2 separate regions of the Mus musculus genome follow, and region 1 is linked to region 2. The links are chromatin contacts, called in public HiChIP or PLAC-seq maps. All regions are on one chromosome and are shown on one strand. Each heading gives the region's core, a stretch centred on a gene start, on an enhancer-like site or on the middle of the called end of the contact. The rest is flanking DNA. Distances are from core to core; before and after follow the strand shown. Region 1 holds the start of Snx7 (sorting nexin 7). Region 2 overlaps Snx7 (sorting nexin 7).

Region 1 (6,266 bases), core at 2,496-4,995, 65 kb after region 2:
ATTATTAAACTTCTATTTAACCATAAAATAATCTAAAAGTTTCCATATTCACAGAAGATATATTGGCTTCTATAGATCAGCTCTTTCTTTCCAAAGTTTATAAACAAAATACAAAGTGACCCATTCTGTGGCCTTGATAGAGATTGTAACTAGATCTGCCCCTGGTCCTCATAGTTCAAAACTTCTTTATGGTCCATTTTTAAGAGCTTTTTTGGTTTTTAGTTCATATGACTATGTGTGAATGTGTGTGCATGTGTAGATGTGGAGGTGTCTATTGAGACGAGGGTGTCCTGGAGTTGAGGGTGCTTACACGTCGTGCCGTGCCACATGGGTGCTGGGGACCTCTGCAAGAGCAGCAAGCACTATTTACCACTGATGCATCCTGGTCTAATATGTTTTAGAAGCATATTGACCTATTGTATTTGAAGGTACAAGTCCTACATCTCAAAAGTAAGTAGATGTGATGGTGTGTAATAAAAATAAAGGCAGCTTTGTGTGTATATGTAATTTTCAAATAATGTTCAACATGTCCCTAAAGAGACTTTGAACTTGCCTGGTGGCTCAGCAGGTAATGTCCTAGCTGTACAACTTAATTATTAAGAGTTCTGATCTCCAGAACCAAAGTAAAAGGCAGGGTGGGGCTGGAAGTAGCCTGCCAATTAGTTAACAGGAAGTAGCCTGTTAATGCCAACATAGGAGAAAGATAAAGGGGCTCTCCTGTCCAGACTAGCAAAAATGCCAGCTCTGACCTCACTGGGTGGCCTTGTAATATACAGGGTGGAGAGTATACTGGAAGGAAGATACTGGAAGTCAACCTCAAGTCCTCAAGTGCACAAGCTCATGTAAATATGTATACAAAGCAGACACCTGTATAACACATGTCTATATCTGCCAAAAGTAAGGAACTAGCCTCTTTTCTTTCAGGTAACTTTTCTTTTATCTCCTAGTGGCCAAGTTCAAAGACAAATTTTACATGATTGCTGTTATTTGCATATTATTTTCTTTTTACCTTATTGCCCTGTGCCGTTGGCTATATTCTCCGGTCTCCTTTAGTTATTCTTTTAAAGACTTACTACCTTACTGCACTTCCTTTTTTTCCCTCTTCTTTTAGACTTGATAGCAATTACTACCCAGTGGCTTTTTGAAAACTCAACCCAGGTTGCTTTGCTTCCCATTCTCCCTGCGGTATTTTGCTGCTTAGTGTCTGTCCATTTTGGCATCTTGTTTTGAGAGTATGATAGGAAGAAACATATATACTGAATGTTTTCCCCAAGAATACTTAGAGCCTTTTACAGAAGAACAGGTATTTGCCATGTGTGTAGACTATACCATGGAAGGAAAATATTTTCAACAGTCAAAGTGATTATTCTTTAGAGTGATCTGAAAGAGAATGGCTTCACAAATAGTCTACAGAAAAAAAAAAGTGACTTATCAAAGTAAATGTCACCAATCTTAAAGCACTATGGGGCAGTGAGAGTTGGCTTTCTAACTCCTGGACAGATTCCATCCTGGAGTAGGCTGGATGGTAGAAGAGCTCCTGAGAGGAGGAGAGGAGGAAGGAATATGGAAAGAATTGGTCCAATGGAATCCTTCATCATTTTGCTTGTCTAATGGTGGTTAATGGTTGAAAGTTTTAACAACTTGGAATGAGCCTGGGAGTAACTGAATAGGTTTCCAGCATAGTGTTCTCTGTAGACTTTAACCAGTATTACACCCATCCTTTCCAACTTCTAAGGGCATAGTTCTTAACGGTCTCTAGGCAGCAAGCCCAAGAAGCTAAGCAGCAGCGAGAAGGCTGGGAGCATTTGTGCATGTCTGCAACATACAAGGTCTGGAAACCCATATTTTTTTTTTTAGACGAATACAAAACCACCAGTACAGCTGTCTGTGGAGTGTATGCCTTCCAATAATAACCTTTAAAAAGAAAGCTCGGCGAACGGCTGGATTCCTGCGGAGATTTCCCCTATTCTGATACTGCTTTACGCAATGTCAGAAGAATGTGCTTCTCAAACGGCTTCTGGCTTCAATCCGTCATTTCCTTCTCACAGAGAACATCTATAACTTCAGCAATCCCCAACATTCCCGTGGACCCACGCAAATAAATAGCTCTGCCACCTCAGAAGCATCTCTAACCACAGGGCTTCACTAAGATGGGGATTTTCCAAGGGAGTCCTGGGATACAAAGCCTAGAAAAAAAGAGGCTACCTGGAGAGTTTAGAGCAATTCCAGACTATTTTGATAGACAACTTCCAATCTCAACACTCCATTCTCACGTTTGTACGTTTCACACTGATCTGAACATAAAGTGTGTGTATAATGAAGAAAAGAAAAGAAAAAAAAAACAGTATTGGGACTCTGGATGGCTCAGTAAGGTGCTTGCTATGGGACCCGTTGACCTGGATTCAATCCCCTGGACCCCACATGGTGGCTGAGCTCTGATCTCCAATTGTGCACAAAGGAGAGTATGTATGCACGCAAAGGTATGAGTGCATAAACACACACATTGATATTAAAATTTGATAGTATTGAAACTAAATGTGAAATAATCCCAGTTTTATAATTCAAATACAAAGAAAGACTAAGCACACATAACTGATATACCATCTACTTAGAATGCAACTGGGTGTCCAATCTCACATGCTCTAGGGGTGCAAAACGATGTTTGTGAGCTCCGCACTGGAGTCCAAGGGTGTTGGTTACTTGCTAACTTCTGTTTAACAGTTTTAAGTTGGTGGGCTCATGTAACATCTCAAGGCAACATGTCACTACTGAATAGTCATTGATCCAATGTTCCCACTGAGCACTTTTGAAAAACTGCTGTGACACTGGGACTGTGCCAAAAGAAAGGTATTTTTTTGTTGTTGTTTCCAACTTTCAGGAAGGGCAAGTTTGCATCAAGTCTACCACTACTGCCGGTATGTCCATTTCTGTCTAATTATATCACTAGCCAGGGAGCGCCTTTGAGGCTAGATTTCCAAGGCAAATGGGAAGGAAATATGCAGACTGGAGCTGAGGGTTGGACCAGAATAACTGCCCAATTTAAAGTCTTCAGCTGTGCCTGTGGTAGAGGCTAGGCTTTCTCAATCCTGAAAGGATTTCTACACCCAATGGTCACAGGTTTCCAGACTCTCTTAGAATGTGACTCAACTCTCCCATTTACACATAACAACAGTAAATCAAAAACCACCTCCCTGCACTAAGGCAATCACAATTGCTCTCCTGGACTTTAGGATTGTCAAGAAGCCTAGGGGAGGGGGAGGAGCTGGGGGGGGGGGAGGGAGAAGCAGTTTCAGGCCACCCGCACACGGTGAGGAATGTCGCTGTCAAGCAAGGAAAAATGGAAAGACGAAGAGAGAAAAAAAAAATCAGAACTTTTCAGACTCCATGAGCCTTGGCCCTGCCACTGATAAAAGTGAAGAGGAGGGAACGACTAGTTCAGCCTTGGAGGTACTGTCCCCAGCTCCAGCTCCATTGGAGAGTTGAGTCACCCTGGAACTTTCCCTGGACAGGCAGTCCCCGCCACCACGGCCATGGCCACGTCCCCTGCCCTCACCTTACTGAACACCTCCAGGTCGTCCTCGTCCTCGTCCAGATCCAGCACATCGGCCTGCAGCAGGCTGCAGGAACCGCTGCCACTCGGGATCGGGGCGCCGCCCCGCGGGCTCTCCCCGACCGCCAGCTCCGAGGAGCCCGACGCCAGGCGCTCGCCGTCCATCCCGGCAGTGCGCGCCCAGCCGGCCGCCTCTGCCAGCCCGGCTCCCCCGCGCGCGCCCATTGGCTCCCGAGGCGCCCTGCGCCTCCCTGGCCAGCCCAGCTCCTGCCCCTCGGCCGTGCGCAGACGCGGAACTGCGGGAGCCCGCGGCGCCGGGCCGGGCCGGGGCGGGAGAGCGGTGGGGCCTGCCCAGCCACAACCTGGCTCAGATCTACAGCCCGACTTTTAAATTCTGACTCTAGGAACACCGCCAGGGTGGGCCATGGAGATACAGAGGACAGGAGGTGGTGTTCTCGCCCTGACACAGCCAAGGGCCACCAGGTTTGTGCGTGAAGTGGCAGGATCTATATACACAACCAGCTGACCCAGCTTGATTTCCTGTTCTGAAAAGTGCCCTTTTCCCAGGTTGTGACTTTTTTTCCCATTCTCAAGTCTGTCTTTACAGAGACTAATGCAAAAATTAAAGACATCTGAACCTCCTGGTTTTCAATTGTTTGTTTGTTTGTTTTTTCCCATCGATTGGATTTTGTTGTCCTTTTACTGTCGAGTTAAGGAAGCTGAGGCTGAACAATTATTTTCAGCTACTTTCTAACATAGCTTTCTCCTGGAACTCTTCCTGAAGTTAATGTGCAAGAATGTTTCCAAGCTCCAAGGTCTGCCAGCAGCCCTGGGTATTGCAAGGAGAAAGAAACAATCTTGCATGCCTTTTCATACAGCCAGTGCAAAGCTGGAACTATTTAGTTGTTCATTGCTTGGTTTTTATAGATTCAAAGTTAATGAAAAATTGAGTACTAATTGATATATGTTAGAACTAGCTTCCATTTTTATTATTTATTCCTTTTGGTCTTCTCTCTCTCTTTCTCTCTCTCTCTCTCTCTTTAAATTTCTAAATGAAGATTCCTGTAAGAGCCAAATATGGGAATGCTTGACTGTAATTTCAACACAGGGTAGACTGAGGCAAGAGGACTTGCACTTTGAGGCCAGCTAATTATAACATAGGTTGAAAAAAGAAAACAGAGAGGGGAAACAGATAAAAAGCTTCCCAATTTAAATATTTTTATTTCTGGTTGAGACAGTTCCTCAATATATCCCCTTTTAACTATTTAAGGACCTCCAGTGTGTTTCAGGATATGACCCACATAGCATCCAGCCTGGTCACCGGCTACTTAAATGTACAAAATGTTCCTTTGCCTTATGGTTGGTGTCCTCAAAATACTGTGTTCTGCCAGTCTTCCAGGAATTATCTATAGTCCCATCAATTTTAGTAAGACTTGTGAAATGACAGTCTGGTCCCAGTTTCTCCTTTGGTTTTATCATACAGATTGTGTGTCTTACATTCCTTAGTAAACAAACCATAATGGGTTTTAGGTTGAGAACCATGAAATATCTTAGTAAAGCGCATTATGAGACATACTCATTCAAAATGACTCTTTGCTGAGCCCTACAAAGGATGCAAGTTATTAAAACAATTTATGTTTTCCTCTCTGATCTTACTGTCGCTATGGAGAGACGTCTGAAGTTTCTAATTGGCAGACTTTGAACCAGGAAACTCTTAATGATACTGTGACTCACAGAATTACCCAGACAGCATAAAAAAATAAATAAATAAATAAATAAATAAATAAATAAATAAATAAATAAAAGAGACTCTGAAAGATCAATAGAAAAAAATGGCAGATACACAGCTCAAATCACAGCCTAAAACATGCCCTGTGCATTAATGTAAATACATTGGGGAGTATTGTCTGGTTTTGAACAGCCAAACCACCTTCCCATGTTGCTATGGACAAGGATATCCCTGATTTGTCCCTGATATCAGCATTATGCTTTTTTTTTTTTTAAAGAACATCCCTACAATTGTCATTAAAAATGGTCCCATTGTTCTATTCCTTTATCCCCCATGCTTGACTCAAGTCATCTGGTATCATGAATTTTCACAAGGCAGAGAAAATCATACTGATCCTTGTCATCAAAGATGAAAGGAGGGGGGAAGGGGAGGACAATAAGAGGAAATAGGAAAATTCTACTATAATTAATTCACTCCTCAGTCTCCAACAGGCAAATCTGATACTCAACCCCATCTTAATGTAAAATACAAGTCCACTGTGCCTCAGATACCCAGGACTTGAGTTGTTAGCTGAAAAGGGGGAACGCCTCTGAGAAGCCTGTCCAGTATGTGCATCACTCAGTATCTGCTATCTGCTCTATTAGACTCCTGAAATCTCTGCTTCCCATTAAAAGGGGCTGTTGCAGGATTCTTCAATGGAGGAATTCTTATTTGGTACTAAAGCCTTTAAATTAACAAGGTCCAAACCTTTGAGTAGTGGTACCATAATGAAACTCTGTCCTGTCATTTTATTTCCCAGAATATTTGCATGATTGCTAGTCTTCATAATAGGCTAATAGCAATTAGAATGGTGAAGAAAAAGATAAAAAGTCCCACTGAGGGGCAAACCTGAGGAGAGTGATGAAGGTGCACCCTCCTTGGAGGTAACACTTCTAGTACAGCAGTTCTTTTCTTTTCTTTTTTTTTAATTACATATTTTCCTCAATT
Region 2 (5,831 bases), core at 81-2,580:
CACACACACACACACACACATCTCCTCTATCCTTACTGGGAGATTTACACTTTTTAGTGCTAAGATTCCCCGTGTGTTCTTTTTTTCTTGTTTGCTTCCCTAGGAATAACTATCTTAGGGACATCAAGAATCACATTGTGAGTCACTGTGTTCTTTTAGGAAGAATGTCCAGCAGAGTGCTAACTGAATAGCTAATAATGACAGGCAGTGGTGCTAACAGCCAGAGCCTTAAGTGAAGCTGTTAAAAGACCAAACTCAAGCAAGACCCATGCCAGAGAAAAAGTGCTTTCAGGTTGTTAGCCTTACTCCTCTGAGTTGCTGGCTAGAGTCTTCCCAGCTGCGGAGCCATTACAGATTTTTTTTTTTTAAATATTTTTATTAGGTATTTTCCTCATTTAGATTTCCAATGCTATCCCAAAAGTCCCCCATACCCTTCCCCCCAATCCCCTACCCACCCACTTCCACTTTTTGGCCCTGGAGTTCCCCTGTACTGGGGCATATAAAGTTTGCGTGTCCAATGGGCCTCTCTTTCCAGTGATGGCCGACTAGGCCATCTTTTGATACATATGCAGCTAGAGTCAAGAGCTCCGGGGTACAGATTTTAAACAAATATTTAGGGTCCATTGGTCTACCCACCAACTGTGAGCATACTCTCTTCTGCTTAGCTTTTCAGTTTATGCAGTACTATATACTTGCATGGAATGGCTGGCCTTAGGGCTCTCCAGAAACTGACTTGAGGAGACACAGTATCTCACTCTTAGATTTTGTCTTCTTGCCTTCCTATGAAGGTTAAAATGTTACCACTGCTATGATCAAGTTTCAGCAAAATCACCCTTTGTAACTCTGTACACTGTTGCATTAAAACCCTTTAAACAGAGTTGGGTTGATGATGGTTAGCTCTGTCCAAGGGATGCTGCAGTTATAAAGAGAAGTTGTCTTCTAAACTCAGGGACAAATTCAGGAGTCTCAACATGTAGCATCAGGACAAAGAGGGTTGGGAGTGGGTTTGACTTCCAGTTGAGTCCTGCTACTACCTTTTATAACCTATGTGATATTGTAATGCTCCTGATTGAAGCCCTAAGTCTTCCATCCATAAAACAAACATAAAAATAATAGCATTCCTTTCATAGAGATTCAAAAAAAACCACATGAAATGCAAAACACTGACTCACATAGTGTCTAACAATTTGCATATTAGATGTTGGTCCTTGACCATCATTACCAAGAATATCACACCATTAGTATTGACTGCTACAGGAGACACGGAGCATCCGGTCCTCTTCTGCTACTTTGGTCTCTGGCACTGTGTGGTTCTTCTGTCAATGCCCGGGTCTTACTTCAGTCACCAGTGCTATTTCTCACTCTGTCATGACCAGTATGGAAGATGACACATATACTTTGAATAACTATGATCAATTCTTGATGTTTTCCTTGCTGCAGTTTGCTGCTGTTGTTGTTATTCTTGATGAGTTCATTATTTCAGTTGGAAAAGGGGAAAGTGAGAATATTTCTGCACAATGAATCATCTTCTTGTGACTTTAATTTCAAAAGAACATTGCTTAAGAAGAAGCACAAGACAGGCAAGTCAAAGAATGGTATGCACTGCATCACGGTAATGCTCCATGAAAGCAGAGCCTAATGAGATGCTCTTCTCCTAAGATGCTCAGTGGATTTGGAATTCCTCACTTGCTTCTTGAGACTAAGTCTTCACGTTGTCTTTGCCGGCCTCAAACTCAATTCAAAGCAGAGGATGCCCTTGAACTCGTGATCCTCCCACGGCCTTCACAATCTGTATCCTCACACCTAGGTTCAGAGGATCTAATGCGGGGCTTTATGGGGCAAGCACTGTACAAACTGAGCTTCGATCCCAGCCCCCTGTTCCTTGCTTTGTTACAAAGACTAGGTATTCTGAGTCGTCTATCTGTCTGAATTCTGACAGAATATGGAAGTCTAACAAAAGTTAACAAATTTAAGAAAATAGAATGTGTTAGACCCGTGAGGCCAAAAAAAAAAAAAAAAAAAAAAAAAAAACCCTTCCAGTGTCCTGGTCTATTGGGCACTAACAAGTAGCAGGCTCTGCTAGCTGTAATCATTTGGAATTCATTTAATATGAATTCTTGATTGCAAAATAGTGCAGAAATGGCTGGGTGGAGAGAATTGAATATGCTCCTAACTTTTCTTTTCACAAACACTCGCAGTAATTGGTCCTCTGTCAGGTGAAACCTTAAAAAGCAAGCAATTACCTGCAAAATGTTCTAAGGCCAAAAAAAAAGTACTAATAGAATATTGGAGGGTAATGAGAAAAGGTTTATATTTAATAGTAAAGCTAATGGGTAACTTCTAGTTTCAGTTTTGTTCTGCTAGAAATTAGCCATAGCGTTAAATGAAACTCATTAATACCAGGAAACAAAACAAGATCTTCTAACAGTACATAGCTATAGCAATAGTAACAATAGCACTAATGGACAATTACTATTTATGCCATAGGCTGTGATTTTGTTATATGCTTTGCATATATTATCATATTTAATCTGCATCAAAGTACTATAAATTGGGTTTTATTATCTTTCTATTAGAAGCTGGGAGCCTGGGAATAAGAACTAACAAAGACTACAATGACCTAAGACATAACAGGGTTTCAAATCAATATCTGCCAGGTATGTGTTCTCTGTACGCCAAGAGCATGTGACCATGAACTGCCCTCGCATGTCTGTGATGATCAAAGATAAACTAATTCAGCTCTCAAAGATTATATCTATAATGATACCTGCATGCAGAATAAAGCAAAGCCAAGAGCTATGACCAAAAGAAAGAACACACTGCATCATGGAGGGAAGTCTTCAAATGAATTTACAGATACAGGACAGAAGGTTAACCATCAGGGCCTCGGACCTAGGGCAGGACCCAGGATGAGCACAGACACTGTTTCACTGGGCCACAGAAGGGAGAGATGGTGGCAGAGTTTGCAGTGGACAAGTAGAAAGGTACGAGATGCAGTAGGGGAGGTAGCATGGGCTGCATGTGGAATGGAAGCTGCAGGGGTAAACACTGGAGGCTTTGTCTAGAGCAGACAAGATTGTGTGTTGACTAGAATAGACTCGGTGGCCAAAAGAGACAGGAGGGAGGAGAGAAGACAGGAAAACAGTGGGTTGGAAGTAGGAACTCAGAAAATTATTCAGCAAAAGAACAAGGTAGGTGTGGCATGTGCTCTCGTTCACTCAGTCACCCACTCACCCGCTCTGTGGTTTTCAGTCAGCTATATGTAGTCTATCTGAGGCGTTAAAAGATGGGGAATAGCAGTAGTCCTCACAAACCCCTTGCTGACAGGAGGACTACAAAGCAACCGGTTAAAGACAATGTGAGGAACAGTTCATGTGAAGTGTACTGCAAGGCACAGGTTCCCAGACACTCCCTTACTCTGGAGCATCATAAGAACTGAGGGTGGCTCTTTATCGTTGGGACCTAGACTAGGAGCAGCAGAGTGGTGGATGAGCAGGTGGGTGGCTCTACAATCTTAAGGAAGATTGATGGGGAGGTTTGAGTGTAACAAAGAGTTCCTGAAAGCATTCAATCAACAGATCACAGGGAAAGTAGAGACTGACGGCCGGAAGGCAGAAGTGGGACCATCTAGGTATGGACACCCAGAGAAAAGTCAGAGTGGCTTAGAATTTGAAATGGAGGTGCAGGGAGTTGGGGGTAGGTGAGGGGGTGCGGGGTGGGGTAAGAACCAAGGCAAGGCAACAGTAGTGATGTGACCATTCTTGCAAACTGCCCCTCTTGCCCCAGTGTCACAGTGTTGGATAGCTATTAAAACCCATTCATTTACAAAAGGATGGTAAAGCTCAATGCTGCTAAGGCAAGAGAGCTCAAGATAGGAGACCTCAAGGCGACACTGATAGGTAGAAATCTCCAGCCCGACTCCGGGTACTAATTCTGTAGCTTTTGTCAAGCTGACAAGTGCCAGGTTGCGTGAACTGCCATCTTGATTGTATTTTAGCACAGCCAAATATGTCAGTAAATAACAGAGTTTAAGAAAGAGAGGAAACAACATAGGACCCACCCAGAGAAGGGCTTTGCATGGCAGAGCAGCAGTGATACCACTTCACTCTCAAGAGACTTCTCACCCTCTCAGAAAAGCTATCATTTGGAAGGGAACCATCCCCCAGAGATCCATGGGTTGAGGTTGCTGCCTGTTCTAGTGCTACTAGCAGGTGGCGGAACCTTGGGGTAGGGGGCTATTGAGAAATTAAGTCAATGGAGACATACCCTTGAGGCAGATGTTGGGACCTCTGTCCCTGCTTCTCCCCTTCCTTCTTGATTGCCATAAGGTGAATAGCCCTCCCCAGGACATGGTGTTCTGTCTCACCATAGTCCCAAAGCAAAAAGGCCACATGACTATAGCTAAAAGTTTCTGGAGGAGTGCTGGAAACTGGCCACTACCCATGGTTTTTCACTTTCTATTTTTACTCTTGAATGCTGTTTTAATTTCTTCTAGAATTAACAACAACATATACACAGTGCTAGTACATTTGTACATAATCAAAACACGGGTTCTATAAAATAAATGCTCATATCATTACAATTCACAAGTAGATAAAACTGCATCTATTTGTTGATTATAACCTCTGATATAATCATTTGTTTTGAGTTGTTACAATATCAGGGTTATATGAAAATTGTAAACATTTTACCTTTTCTAAGTAGTCTGAACAATATTCATGCTTAATGAAATAGAATCATTAAATCTGGTAAACTTAGAATCGAACCCATTTCAGAAATGTAAACAAGGTCAGAAAAACCTTCTACGCACAGTGACTAGGTTATAGGAAATATGATATGAGAGTAACTTTAATTTTGTCTATTCAAAGCCCCCAAAGAAGCCTTCCATGGTGGTATACACCTGCAATCTCAGCACTGTTAGGGCCAAGCAACACAAATGGCAGTGCTGCTAAGCATGTGTCTTAGATGAAGGCCTGGACTGATCTCAGACAGGATTCTTACAAGATAAACGAATAGTACTAGAAAGGCTGGTTTTGTTCCCCCAGGAAAGCTGCTACTTCCCTTACCTACCCCTTATCTAGAGTCAACGACCTGGGGAAGGGCATCCAGTTCCTGGTTAAGCCTAACAACCTGTGACAGATCAAGAGTCCTATGCTAACCCTCAGGCTGCCCTGCTCTCCCCCTACCGCCCATGCCACCTCTCCCATGACACTCACAAGGCTTTCCCCACTAGTTGTTGTCCTCTGTTCTCTGAGGCAGCCTGGCAATTTGCTCTCCCAATACACATTTCTTTCTACCTGTAGAGTCGTCTAGTTCATAGATCTTGCTGCGTCCTTCCCTTATAGGCACTTAAGAGACCTGACACCAGAGGACTGACACCAGTTCCAAGCTGCCCTGGATTACACATTGAGGTCCTGGCTACACAGTGAGAGACCTTCTTTCATACCAAAACTCCAAAGGAAAGTGTGTGTGTGTGTGTGTGTGTGTGTGTGTGTGTGTGTGTGATTAGAGAATTCAGAAGCAGCTCACTTCATCAACTTAAGGGATACAGATAAGGGGCTGGAGAGATGCTCGATCATTGAGAGCCATGTCTGCTCTTCCAGAGGACCTGGGTTTGATTGCTAGAACCCCAAATGGCAGCTCACAACCTTCTGTCATCCCAGTGCCAGGGAATCCCAGGCCCTAGGGAGGGCCCCTGGGAACTCCAGGAGCAGATACAGTTAGTACAGAGGTATACATTTGGGAAATCATCCTTACACATAAAATAAAATATTTAAAAAAGAAAAGCATATACTGAAAAAGATGTAATGGTCTCTGTTCACTTTGTTAAT

What was found. HiChIP or PLAC-seq counts read pairs in DNA pulled down with a chosen protein or histone mark.
Region 1: a contact with region 2 is called in an H3K4me3 HiChIP or PLAC-seq map of bone marrow-derived macrophages, with 2.3 times the contacts expected there. The contact joins the promoter of Snx7 here to the enhancer-like site in region 2. A contact is called at or near these places in 1 of 39 promoter capture datasets (embryonic stem cells), 1 of 15 datasets of contacts at CTCF or cohesin (the NIH/3T3 cell line), 1 of 484 Hi-C or Micro-C datasets (nephron progenitors), 2 of 115 datasets of contacts at active chromatin or transcription factors (bone marrow-derived macrophages and embryonic stem cells) and 2 of 9 other capture datasets (embryonic stem cells and pancreatic islet).

What each region holds. Positions count from the first base shown.
Region 1 is chr3:117,865,191-117,871,456 of GRCm38.p6, forward strand. It overlaps Snx7 (sorting nexin 7), which reads right to left and starts at 3,746. Exons shown (of 9, transcript NM_029655.3): 1 at 3,554-3,746. The coding sequence starts at 3,715.
Region 2 is chr3:117,802,806-117,808,636 of GRCm38.p6, forward strand. The region is part of intron 7 of Snx7 (sorting nexin 7); the gene reads right to left. Among named protein-coding and RNA genes, the nearest start is that of Gm52614, 50 kb to the right of the region's middle. Within about 2 kb of position 1,331, at least 12 of the 459 cell types and tissues checked have an H3K27ac peak or open chromatin away from gene starts, as enhancers often do. A contact at or near this core is called in bone marrow-derived macrophages, where this site is marked.